Regions from separate parts of the Ovis aries genome. Here region 2 is linked to region 1. A link is a contact called in public Hi-C data. All regions are on one chromosome and are shown on one strand. Each heading gives the region's core, a stretch centred on a gene start, on an enhancer-like site or on the middle of the called end of the contact. The rest is flanking DNA. Distances are from core to core; before and after follow the strand shown.

Region 1 (5,537 bases), core at 971-3,470:
TCACTTAGACTGGTCAGCTGCATGATGTGAGGTGCTGTGGGGTGTGGCTTTGTCTACTTCCTCTCCCCGTCCTCGACCTCCTCCCTGTCCTACTGCAAAGCTTCTGTTCATCAAGTCTCCCCAGAGAGGTGGGCCTTCTCCACTTCAAATGATTAGCTCCCTGAGCTTCAGTTTTCCTGACCCATAAAATGGACCCAATGTATCACTCATGTCAACTGAAGAAATATTTACTCATCTTCTCCCCCACTCTCTTGAGAGGTCAACTTCATGGACCATCTTCCTACCCCAAGCGAGACCTGTGGGCAGCCCCAACCACTACACAACACAAGCCCAAGACTCTGGGAGCACCAGGAACCAAGCATCAGCATGTGAGGGCTGCCAGGTCATTCGTCATGCCTTTAGTGATGGAATTTACGAAAGCCAGCTAATCAGTGATAATGAGCATAATTTCTGTCACTTGGTTGTTGCTCCTAACCTGAGTTATCATGAGAGGCAGGAGGGCGAGGATAGGAGTTGGGGGCAGGCCATATGTTACGTATGCACGAGATAAGAGAAGACACTCTAGGTGCCAGGCTGCACATCTTGTTCAGTGGAATGGAGGCTGGATTTCTGTCGGGCACTCTTGTGCAGTATACAACCTATACAACTGTACATTTTGGCCCTAGGTTCAAGTGAGTGCCAGCATGGAGACCTTTCCCAAACAGGTTTCCCCAGCCTTTCAGACCACTCAGCCCAGGTGTGAGAACTACCTGAAATCAAATGCAAATTGTGTGTATCTGTGCATGTACAAGCACATTTTTCTAAGGAGAACAAGAGTTTTTTCCAATTCATATAGTGTGCAGAAGCCCTGTAGTTAAGATCTGGACTGGGCCCAGGGTCTGGGATGAAGTGTGAGACAGGGGTCTCAGGACAGCCTGGGGACACAAATATTTGACATTCTGTTTCTCAAACACTAAAACCACACAGGCTTGAAAAGGGGGCAGATTCTGGGCTGCTTCCCTTAAGATCTGTGGTTTAGGGGTGGCCTGAGCCCAGGAATCCGTTGAGGTACAAACTCCAAGGTTTGGATCAAACCAATGCTCCAGAAGCTTTGGTTTAATACTCCGCTACTACTGGCTTTGCAGGGCATGGTATTTTTTCTTTTGGTATTGGTGGGGAACAATGTCCACACCTCATCCAAACCCCAAAAGGTGGATCTGTGTACAGCAATGTGAGCATAGCAGTGTGTGCAGAGCAGTGTTCACGGCAGTGTGTAGAGCAGTGGGAGTGCCCGGGCAGAGGCTACAGAGTTCTGTCACCCCCACTCCGGGCAGAGTGAGTGGACCCTAGGCCTCCCAGGGTCTCTGTCCCCAAGGTGTCCCCTGAGTAACCCTCACCAGCCCATTTCTGTACCACGCTGCCTCTTGAGGCAGGGAAGCCCTACGGCTCTTCATGTGGCCAGAACAGGGGACCATTGACAGCGGACACACACCAAACCAGGCTTCTCCAGCCCAGGGTCCAGCCAGACACTCACCAGGCAGTCTGGCCTTGGACATAAACCCTTCTGTGTCTGGGAGTCAAGGGGCGTCTGTTTCTCCTCTTGAGTCCTAGTGTCCAGCACTTGGCCTACCAAGGAGGCCTTGGGGGCAGCCAGATGAATGGATTCATTCAAAAGTATAAACTGAGCACCTACTGTGTGCCAGATCACATGTAGGCCCTGCCTGGATGGCAGCTGGGTATGGGAGGGAGATGCACAATTAAAGGTACAACCGTCCGGGAGACATGGCCTAAAGCAGACCAGACACGTGGTCTGTGTGGAAAGCTTGCCCAGGAGGGGTGAGGGTTGGCCAGGAAAAATGACTTAGAGTCCTGGAACAGACAGCGCACGTGCAAAGGCCCTGTGGCAGGAAGGGGGCCAGGTCGGCGGAGCGGACCATCAAGTGCACAGACCAGGATAAGGAGTCGGCCCTCTCAATGCCAGACCCTTAGGACGACAAAAAACGACCAGAGTCGGAGCCGGGCCGAGGCTGCCTTTGTTCGGATCGCGGCCCACGCTCACTACCTCCATCAATACGCCCCCGACCCGCCCAACCTCCGCAGCCTTTCCGGAAGCCACGCCCATCCCAGCCGCGCGCGCGCCAGAGGGGCAGACCGCCCCGCCCACTTCCGGGCCCGGGATACTCCCGCCCCTCCGCATCATGCCGGCCAATCAGGGGTGGCGACCACATGGGGGCGAGGCCTGTGCGAACACAAAAGGCCAGAAACCCACACTGGCCCGGGCGCTGTAACCATGACTACCGGCGCCCTCGCGCCGCCCCGCGCGCAGCCGGGGACGCGCCCGCGAGCCCGGGGCCCGTAGGGGTCCCCCCCCGCGGCCTGCTCAGCACAGCTTCACGTTTTGCCCAGGGCTGAATTTGCTCATTAAGTCAACATTTATTGAGCGCCTACTATGTTCAGAGGCTAAAGATCGCCACTGAATAGGCCAGACTCAAAATCGGGAGAGAGTGCACAAGGGAGGCAGCCAATGAGCAAAGACATAAGTAAATTACAAGACCAGGTGACTAAGCGCCTCTTTGGGTAAAACAGATTGGAGCAAGCGGGACTGTCAGGGCCCGCCGTCCTACACGGGTGACACTTGAGGGAAGGCTCGGGGGAGGAATCGGCCCTGTGGCGGTGAAGAGAGGGGCAGCCGGCCCGAAGGCCCTGAGCGTCACCAGCTGGCCAGAGAGCAAGGAGGCCCGCGTGCGTAGCTGAGAACCGGGAGGAGAGGGACCAGCCGAGAGGTGCCAGCACAGGCCGGGACAGGTGCTCCCTCAGCCGCTGCCCACTCCTTCCCCTCCTTCCTTTCCTGCTGTCCTTCTGTTTCTCCTCCTTCCAGGACCAGAAGACACTCCCTCAGCTCAGGTTAGAAAGACCTGGGTCACTGGTCTGGGCAGCAGACCAAGCTCTGGGGTTCTGCTAGCCTTTGCATAAGCTGTTCCCTCTGCCAGGAACGCTCTTCCCAGCTCTACCTGACAGACTCCCGCCTTAGCCCTCAAGGCCTGAACAAATGTCACCTCCTCCAGGAAGCCCAGGAACTCTCCCCCATACAGACCCTCTCGGACCCTGACCGACACCCTCCCTCAGCATTCTCGTGGGTCCTCTGTCCTTTCTCTGCATGGGTGGCAGGCAGGGGGTGGCTGCCAAGTGGCAGAAAGGCCAGCAAAGCCCTTGAAGTCATAACAGGCGGGGAAGACAGGCCTTGAAGTTGATGGCCAGTGGTTAGTAGCACGTGTGCACCTTCCCCGGTGTGGAAGGGTGGGTTCTGTTCCAGCCTCCACGCACAGGAGCCCCCCCACGGGCCCAGAGCTGGTGACTCAGGAACAAGCAGAAGCTGTCCAAACACGCACAGCTAAAATGTCCCCCGCTCCCCCCCCCCCACCCCAGGCGAGGACAAAGCCTCACAAGACAAGGAAAAGGGGAAGCCAGTACCTACAGCCCAGGCTGCACACAGCTGCCTCCTTAAATGGCCACGTGTCTGGTGTGTCAAGACTCGGGGTGAGAGCGTCAGCCAGATCCTTTGGACAGGTGGCCTTTAGGATGAAGCAGGGCAGGGCAGCACTTGACAACGCGGGTCCTTGAGCCAGCTCTGGCCCTAACAGGTCACGTGAGCCTCAGCCTCCTAGCGTGTAAACAGGGTCAATAGTAACACTGTGAAAACCGCACTGATGAAGTCAACAAATCCTGTGTCTTCTTCCTGGAGCCCTAGCTGGACTGCATCTCTTGCAATGAGCGATGGGCACAGGACTGAGTTCCAGCCAATGGCATATGAGCGCTGGAGAGGTGCCCCATCCAGATGGGGGACCAAGCCCAGGCCACAGGGAAAGGCAGGGCCATGTCACCACCTGCTGACCAGAAACTCTTGGGCTCTGGAAATGTCTGGGCTTGTGTGTTACTACAACCAGTCTCACGCTGACTAGCTTGGGAACCCACTCACCCATTTCCTCTTCAGTAAATATCATGAGGGTCTTTGGGGACACTGTTGTGGAGCTCCCTAGTTAACAAAGGCTGTTTTCAGCAAGTGCTTAGGGCAGGGAGCTGGGGGCAGAAAGACTTCCCTGAGATGGGGTCTCAAGGAGAGGGGAGCGAAAGGGAGAGGCTGCAGGGGTGGGAGCCCTTCTGCCTGAGGAACACAATCCACTTCCAGGAACCCAGGTGGGGAAAGAAGCGGCCAAAGTTGTTTGACTCCCAACATCTCCCAGTTCTGAGCCTCAGTTTTCTCATCTCTAAAATGGACATGGTGCTAATAACATGGTCTTACAGGGAATCTCTGGATCTCAGGGGAGAGAAGGCCACTTGAAATGTCCCCGGATGCCCTTTCATCCCAACATCACCCAGAGCGGGAGGAAGGTCTCTGCCTGCAGCTGCACAGTGCAGGGACATGGGCTCAGGAGGTAGGCAGGGCTGGTCAAGGGGCCAGGGCTGCTGCTATTAAGGCTCCTGCCACACGGGCTAAACGTCAAGGAGCGTCTCCAGCCACTAGAGCTATCAGGCAGCAGCGGAAGTGCTGGCTCTCTAGGGAGGCGGGTGAGATCGTCCCTGGAGGCAGCTCAGGGAGCTGGTGCTGAGAGCGGGAACTCTGCTGACGGGCAGATGCTGGCAGCCGTTCAGCCTCCTTCTGGACAGGGGATGGGAAGCAGAGTCTAGGGGAAGGTCTAGGAGGTCCCGGGGGGCTCATGTCTCGGGCACGTCCTCACTGCCCCATGCCAGCCTGGCTGCTGTCTCCTGAGATCGGGGGCAGGAAGGACACGGCAGGTCTGGGAGGTGTGCTTGCTGCCAGGCAGGCAGGGAGGTGCGACCAGAGCCTCCCACCCTCACATACCCGCCTGGGCTCCCCAGCTCTCTGCTGCCAGCACCTAGGCTCCCAGGACCCCAGCCTGCCTCTGCACCACAGCTGCTCCTCTGCCATGCTTCTGCACTCACTGTTTCTTCTGCCAGCGTGCCAGGCTACCTCCCATCCCTTTCCACCTTTCCTATCATCTTTCTAAGAGCCACTCGGAGTTCTAAACCTGGCTGAGTGAGCTGGCCGAGCAACTTCCCCTCTAAGCCGTGGCTTACTCACTGAAAACATGTGGATGCTATTTCTTACCTCACAGGGTTGTTGTTGGTGGTGCAAATTAAACACAACAACGTATGTGAAAAGCACCTGACAGCAAACGGCATCAAGCACTGGGGTGGCCAGAAAGTTCATTCGTTTCCCCTCAGTTCAGTTCAGTCACTCAGTAAACTTTTTGGCCAACACAATTGTTATTTTAAAAGTTCCCCACCCCCTGCAAAAAAAACAAAACAAAACAAAACACAACCAACTTCTTGCAGCAGCACCTCTTCCAGGAAGCCTTCCCTGACCACACCTCCTGTATTGGCTTAAGCCTTTTTGCTGGTCCCTCACTCCTTGGGCATCCCCTGGCCTGACACCCCACAGAATGGCAATGATTTGTCTGGCTTCTGCCCCAGCCCCAGTAGGCTGTGTCTTCCCCGGCGGGTGCCAGGCCCCTCAGTCAGTGTCAGACAAAGAAGTT
Region 2 (5,949 bases), core at 2,218-4,717, 57 kb after region 1:
CAGCCCACCAGGCTCCCCCGTCCCTGGGATTCTCCAGGCAAGGACACTGGAGTGGGTTGCCATTTCCTTCTCCAATGCATGAAAGTGAAAAGTGAAAGGGAAGTTGCTCAGTCATGTCCTACTCTTAGTGACCCCATGGACTGCAGCCTACCAGGCTCCTCTGTCCATAGGATTTTCCACACAAGAGTACTGGAGTGGGGTGCCATTGCCTTCTCCAATATTAAGCACAGGACTTCGAAATAGTGGGCCCTAGGAAATACCTGGTGGGCCCGCAAGCCCAGGTGCCTCTCCCATGGGAACACTGCCAACCTGGTCCTGCCTGCTGAACCACATGTTGGGGGCCGGGAGAGAGACATCCATGCACAGCCACATGTGACTATTAAAGCAAGAGGTACAAACACAGATGGCCATGGAAAGGCAGTGGTGACAATAATGGTGTCAGGGCCAGCTGGCATTTATTGGGACAAACACTGTTCTCAGATTCATGGGGTTGCGTGGACTCATTAAAGCTTCACCATAATCCAGTGAGGCTGGAACTGTTATTAGCTTCATTGTACAGATGGGGACACTGAGGTACAGAGATAAATAACCCATTCAATACGTGGTAAAGCCAGGAATCACCCAACACCTTGCCCTGGAGCACCCCCCCATGACCCCCGCATGACCCCAGGAAGGGAAAGGGGAGCTGAGAAGAGCACGAGGCATGGTCCAGATCGGGGTAAGAGGAAGCTCTGTGTTTGTGTGTGAGACGTGTATGCACAAATGAACAGCAAACCACATTCAAAGTGTTAACTGGGGTTACTGGGGGCACTTCTACCCTATTATACCTCTGGGTTATTTGCATTTTTCACAATGAGAACAAATTCATGTGTCACCTGAGTAATTCAAAAAGAGAGACACTGTCAGGGCCTCAATTCATGTTTGTTGAGTAACTAGAAAGCAGACTCATTTTCTAGGCCTGTTTTTTCAAAATCTGGGAATGACCCATTAGCAGATCGTGACATCAATTCAGGGGTCACAGAATGCTATTAAAAAATTAAACAGACTAGAACAGAAAATATCAGACCAGGACACAAAACAGAGGAAAGAGCTCTTTCACTCAACTTTCGTTTCAGTTACACATAGTGGGAGTGAATGAAGCTGGGACCTGAAATGTGTTTCTTACTGCAGGTCACAAGTGAGGGCTTGGAACCCGCAGTCCAGACCCAAGAGTCTGAGGAATCAGCCCAGGCCCTGCTGCACAGGCCTCCTGGTCCAAAGTGGCAGAATGGGTGACCTCCTTGTGTTTAGGAAGCTGTCGGGACGCCTGGCTGTTGGAAAGGTCACACTCAGCCCACTCTGGATCACCCGCAGACACACAATCCTGGAACCAAGGCTTCTGACTGTGAGGGGCTCCCCCAAACCACAATGTCTGTGTCCACTCCCTCCGGGTCACCCAAAAGGCCACTGCTCCTAAAGACTCGCTCCTGGATGCTCCTGTTGGGGGGCGGGGTGGGAAACTAAAAGATTCCTTTCCAGTTTCCAGATGCGAAGCCACGTCCCAGGGAAGCCTCTGGAAACGCAGCGTGTGGTCAGTCGGGAGGGGCCTCCACTGAGTCTGCAGCGAGGGCCGCTCCCACCCAGGGTGGGCCTGACCCCAGGCAGAGTCGGTCTGCATGGAGAATCTGGTGCGGGCAGAGAAGCAGAGCCCCCAGCCCGAGGCTCCCAGGGCGCTGGCGCCTCCACATCAGAGCTCGCCTAACTCACCCCGCCTCCCTTCCCAGGGCAGCAGACAACTAAAAAAAGATAAAATAAAAAGAAGTAATTCCCCTGCTTTGACGTCAGCTCGAGGTCTTAACAGCCCAGCAGCGGCATGAAACTGGATTGCAACCAGATGTAATGCCCTTGAATCCTCCACACGCCACTGCGTTGGAAGACAAATGGCAGGGGGGAGAGCGGGTGGAAGGAACCGTGCGGGTCCCGCGTGGGTCCCGGATCAGAGCCTGCGGAAACCCTGGGAAGCCCAGGCCCGGGTCGCCATTCAGGCGTGCTGCCTCCCCTCCCCCAGCCCCCCAGAAGCGCATTGTTACTCCGGATAGAGTCTTCATTCAGGGCCAGAGCCCCAGCGCCACCCCCGTCGGGGGCTCCCCAGATCAGGGCACGACTCGGGCCGCGCTCCGGCCCCGGGCGTGGATTTGAGGACGATCCAGAGCCCAGGAGGGGAAATCGCTCGCTGGGAAAACGGGCGCCCCAGGAAGCTGGGGCCGCCACGGCCTCGGGCCTGCGTGGTGTTTCGCTTCCCCTCCGCCCCTCCTGGGCGGCCCCCAGCAACCAAGGCTCCAAAGTCACCCCCGCGTCCTGCCACCCCCTCGCCCCCGCCGCGCTTGGCGACGCCGCCTTGAGCCCAGCCCTCGCGTCCTCCTCCGGGTCTCCTGTCTCCCAGGCGCCGGCCCAAGGACCTGGCCGGTGGTGCGCCGCCGTCCGTCAGGGGACTCGCGTGGCCGGAGCCCCCACCGTGACGTCACCCCGAAAGGCCCCTGCGCCCCGGGCCTGGCCGAGACGGAGCTCCCCGGCCTCCCGGGCTGCTTCCTGCCCGGTCGCGCGGCCTGCGCACAGGCCCGGGCGCCCCTGCCCGCGTCGGGGCACGGATGGGGGCTCCCCCGAGGGCCTCACACGCCGCCCCTCCCCATCACGGCCCTCGCTGCCCCGGCTCCCACGCCAGGGCCCCGATAGGCCCAGAGTCCCCCAGAGAAGTCGGCTCCCCGCCCCCCACCCGGACGCCCTCACAAAGCTCGCCTCCGGTCCCGGCGCGGCGCGAATGCCCCGGTCCCTACCCCGCGCTCGGCGTACCCCCGGGGACAAGCACGCGCACAGCCCTCGCACGCGCGACCCTCGGTCCTCGCGCCCCCGCCTCGCACCAGCCCCGGCCCTCGTCCCGCGGCGCGGGGCGCCCCCACCCCGCCGCATCTCCTCAGACTGCCATCCGGTGACCTCGCGCCCCCCGCACACAAAGCGACTTCCCCGCGGCCCCCGCGCCCCCGCCCCGGCCCTCGGTGCTCACCTCGGCGCGCGCTCACTCGGGGACCCGGGGTCTGGCGCTGCGACTTCGCGGCCCGGAGGTCCAGGCGGCCATAGGGGTCGGGGCGCGGCGGCCCGGCCGGCCCGCGGCCAGGCAGGAAGGAGGGTGGGCCGCGGCGCCCCCTTCTCGCGCCGGCGCTCGGGCGGCGGACTAGGCGGCCTGCTCGGCGCGCTCTCGCCCGGCCGCGCCTCGCTCCGCGCCTCGCCTTCCGAGCGCAGCCGCGGGCGGGGGCGGCGCCCAGGGCGCAGGGACCAGGCCCTGGCCGCGCACCTCTGGCGTCGCAGGGCCGCGGGGAAATGCGGTCCCCTCCGCGCAGGAAGAGCGGGCGGCGGGCGGTGCGCGGGGGGAGAAGGCGGCGAGAGCGAGAGGAGAAAAGTTCCCGGCCGCCTGGCCGCGCTCGCTCACCGCCCGGGCGCCAGGTGGGCCGTGCGCCCCGACAGCGCCCCCTGGCGGCCCGCGCCCGCTGCGGGCCTGGGGCGGGGGTTTGGACGGGGGGACCCCAGGGGCCCTCAAGGACGCGGGGGCCGGGGCCGGAACCTCGGACGAAGGACGTGGACTGGCACCGGCGCTCGGGTGCTCCGTGCTGCAGCCGGGTCCCGGGGCCAGGCCCCCGCCTTCACTCACCACGGCTCTCCCTGTGACGTCCTCTTCCCCGTCTGGGAAACGTTCCGACCTCTAAGCTAGGACGCCGCCGCGCAGAGCTCTCTTCACTCACTGGCACCTCGGAGGGCTCAGAGTGAGCAGAGACAAGTGGTCCCTGCCGTCCTGGTGGGCAGAGACAGAGCACGCGTGAGAAAGGCCGCTCCCGGGAGCAGTGAGGGCTACTCGGCGAAGTGAGAGGCAGGGGTTGCTTAGCTGGCTGTGAGCGGAAGGAGCCCGCCACGTGGAGCCTCAGGAGCAAGTGCAAAGGCCCTGAGGCAGGTGGGACGGGGCGGGGGTGGGGAGGCGGACAGGCGGTGGGCAGCAGAAGTCAGAGCCTTGGGGAGGACCAGGGTCTTCAGGGCTACCTGAGCCTAGTGGGGAATTCGGATGCAATTCTAGTGCCATTGGCAGAGCCAGGGCAGAGGGATGTTGAATGAATGGGTGAGTGAACCTATTGTGACCCTACAGACCCCCTGGCAGTCCCTGCCCCAGGCCTCCACTCACCCAGGTCAGGCAGAAAGTTTCCAGCCTCCATCCAGCCTCTGGGGTCTGCTGGTCCTGTGGGTGAAGGAGGGCCATCAAAGCCTCAGGCTCCCAGGGGACTCAGCCTCCTCACCTGTAGGTAAGAACACATGGTGGGGAGGGTGCCCTTATGCTGTAGACTGTCCCCCTGTCTGCATGTCCTGTCATCTGATCCTGGCAGCCCCGACGGCAGACCCACTCCTTTTGTTTACAGGAAGCTGAGGCACAGGGTCTCAAGCTAAGTTACAGGCAAGACCTGCACCCAGAGCCCTTCCCACCAGCTCAGCCACCCACTGCCTAGGGCAAGGGTAGGAGCCGGACAGAATCAGGATCAGACGATGGACACTGCAGTTTTCAGCACAGGTTCTGGGGGAGACAGACCCGATTTCTAAGTCTGGTTGTTCTGCGCCCAGCTGGGAGGGTTTGGAAAAAAAAAACAAGTTAACTTGCTAAGTGTCAGTTTCCTCATCTGTAAAATGGAGGCAATAGTAGCGCCTACTTCCTGGGGTTCCTGAGGACTAAAGGAGGTAGGTGTGTGGAGCATCAAGCCTGGAGCCTGGAGGCCGTGAATTCTGTGAGAAGTGCTTTCTGTCACAAACTGGGGAGGGGAGGAGGTGTGGGGACAGGGCTTCCGTACACCCAGGGGCTCCTAGCCCCTGCCCTCCCTGCCCTCACCTGCCCAGGGAGAACCCAGGGCAGTAGGGAGCTCGGAGGAAGGTGAGAAGAGGGGTGTCCCGGGGGAGGAGGGGATGGTGCAGTCCGGGCACTAGTCGCTGCCATTCTGAGAGCACCCGTCGTGCGCCAGGTGCCTTCTGTGGCTGTTTCCTTGGGCTGCTGTGACAAATGACCCACACATGTAGTGGCTTAAGACAACCCTAGTTTATTCTTTACAGCTCTGGAGGGCAGAAGTCCAGAATCAGCATCAACGGGCTGAAAGCAAGGTGTCAGAAGGGATGCACCCTGGAGGTTCCAGGAGGAACATCCCTTGCCTCTTCTTTTTTGTTAAAATTAGTTTATTTATTTTAATTGGAGGCTAATTACTTTACAGTATTGTAGTGGTTTTTTGCCATACATTGAAATGAATCAGCCATGGGTGTACATGTGTTCCCCATCCTGAACCCCTCTCCCACCTCCCTCCCCATCTCGTCCCTCAGGGTCATCCCAGTGCACCAGCCCTGAGCACCCTGTCTTATGCATCGAACCTGGACTGGCGATATATTTCACATATGATAATATGCATGTTTCAGTGCTATTCTCCCTTGCCTCTTCTGGCTTCTGGAGGCCACCTGCTTGTCCTGCCCCCTCGGCGCCTGCCCTCCAGGAGCCAGAATACACAGGAAGTCATTGCTCCTGTTGCCACGCCTCCTACTTCCTCTCCTGACCTTCTTGTCTCCTCTTACTCGAACCTGTGATTCCAGTGGGCCGTCTGGAAAATCCAGGAGACTCTCTCATCCTGAATTTAACGCATCCTTAACTTAATCACGTCTACAAGGACCCTCCAGGGCTTCCCTGGTGGCTCAATGGGTAAAGAATCTAACTGCAATGCAGGAGACACAGAAGATGCGGGTTCAATCCCTGGGTCAGGAAGATCCCCTGGAGGAGGGCATGGCAAGCCACTCCAGTATTCTTGCCTGGAGAATCCCATGGACAGAGGAGCCTGGGAGCCTGTAGTCGCTGGGGTTGCAAAGAGTCAGACACGAGTGAAGCGGCTTAGCATACACGCATAA

Evidence for each region. Hi-C and Micro-C count contacts between places; a contact is called where the count stands out from the background.
Region 2: a contact with region 1 is called in a Hi-C map of blood, with 4 times the contacts expected there. The contact joins the promoter of RAI1 here to the enhancer-like site in region 1. A contact is called at or near these places in 11 of 16 Hi-C or Micro-C datasets (blood, liver, mixed tissues and 4 more).

The regions. Positions count from the first base shown.
Region 1 is chr11:34,443,456-34,448,992 of ARS-UI_Ramb_v3.0, forward strand. The region is part of intron 2 of RAI1 (retinoic acid induced 1); the gene reads right to left. Among named protein-coding and RNA genes, the nearest start is that of TRNAE-CUC, 27 kb to the left of the region's middle. Within about 2 kb of position 2,221, at least 13 of the 54 cell types and tissues checked have an H3K27ac peak or open chromatin away from gene starts, as enhancers often do.
Region 2 is chr11:34,499,176-34,505,124 of ARS-UI_Ramb_v3.0, forward strand. RAI1 (retinoic acid induced 1) reads right to left here and starts at 3,468. Exons shown (of 7, transcript XM_042255738.1): 1 at 3,041-3,468.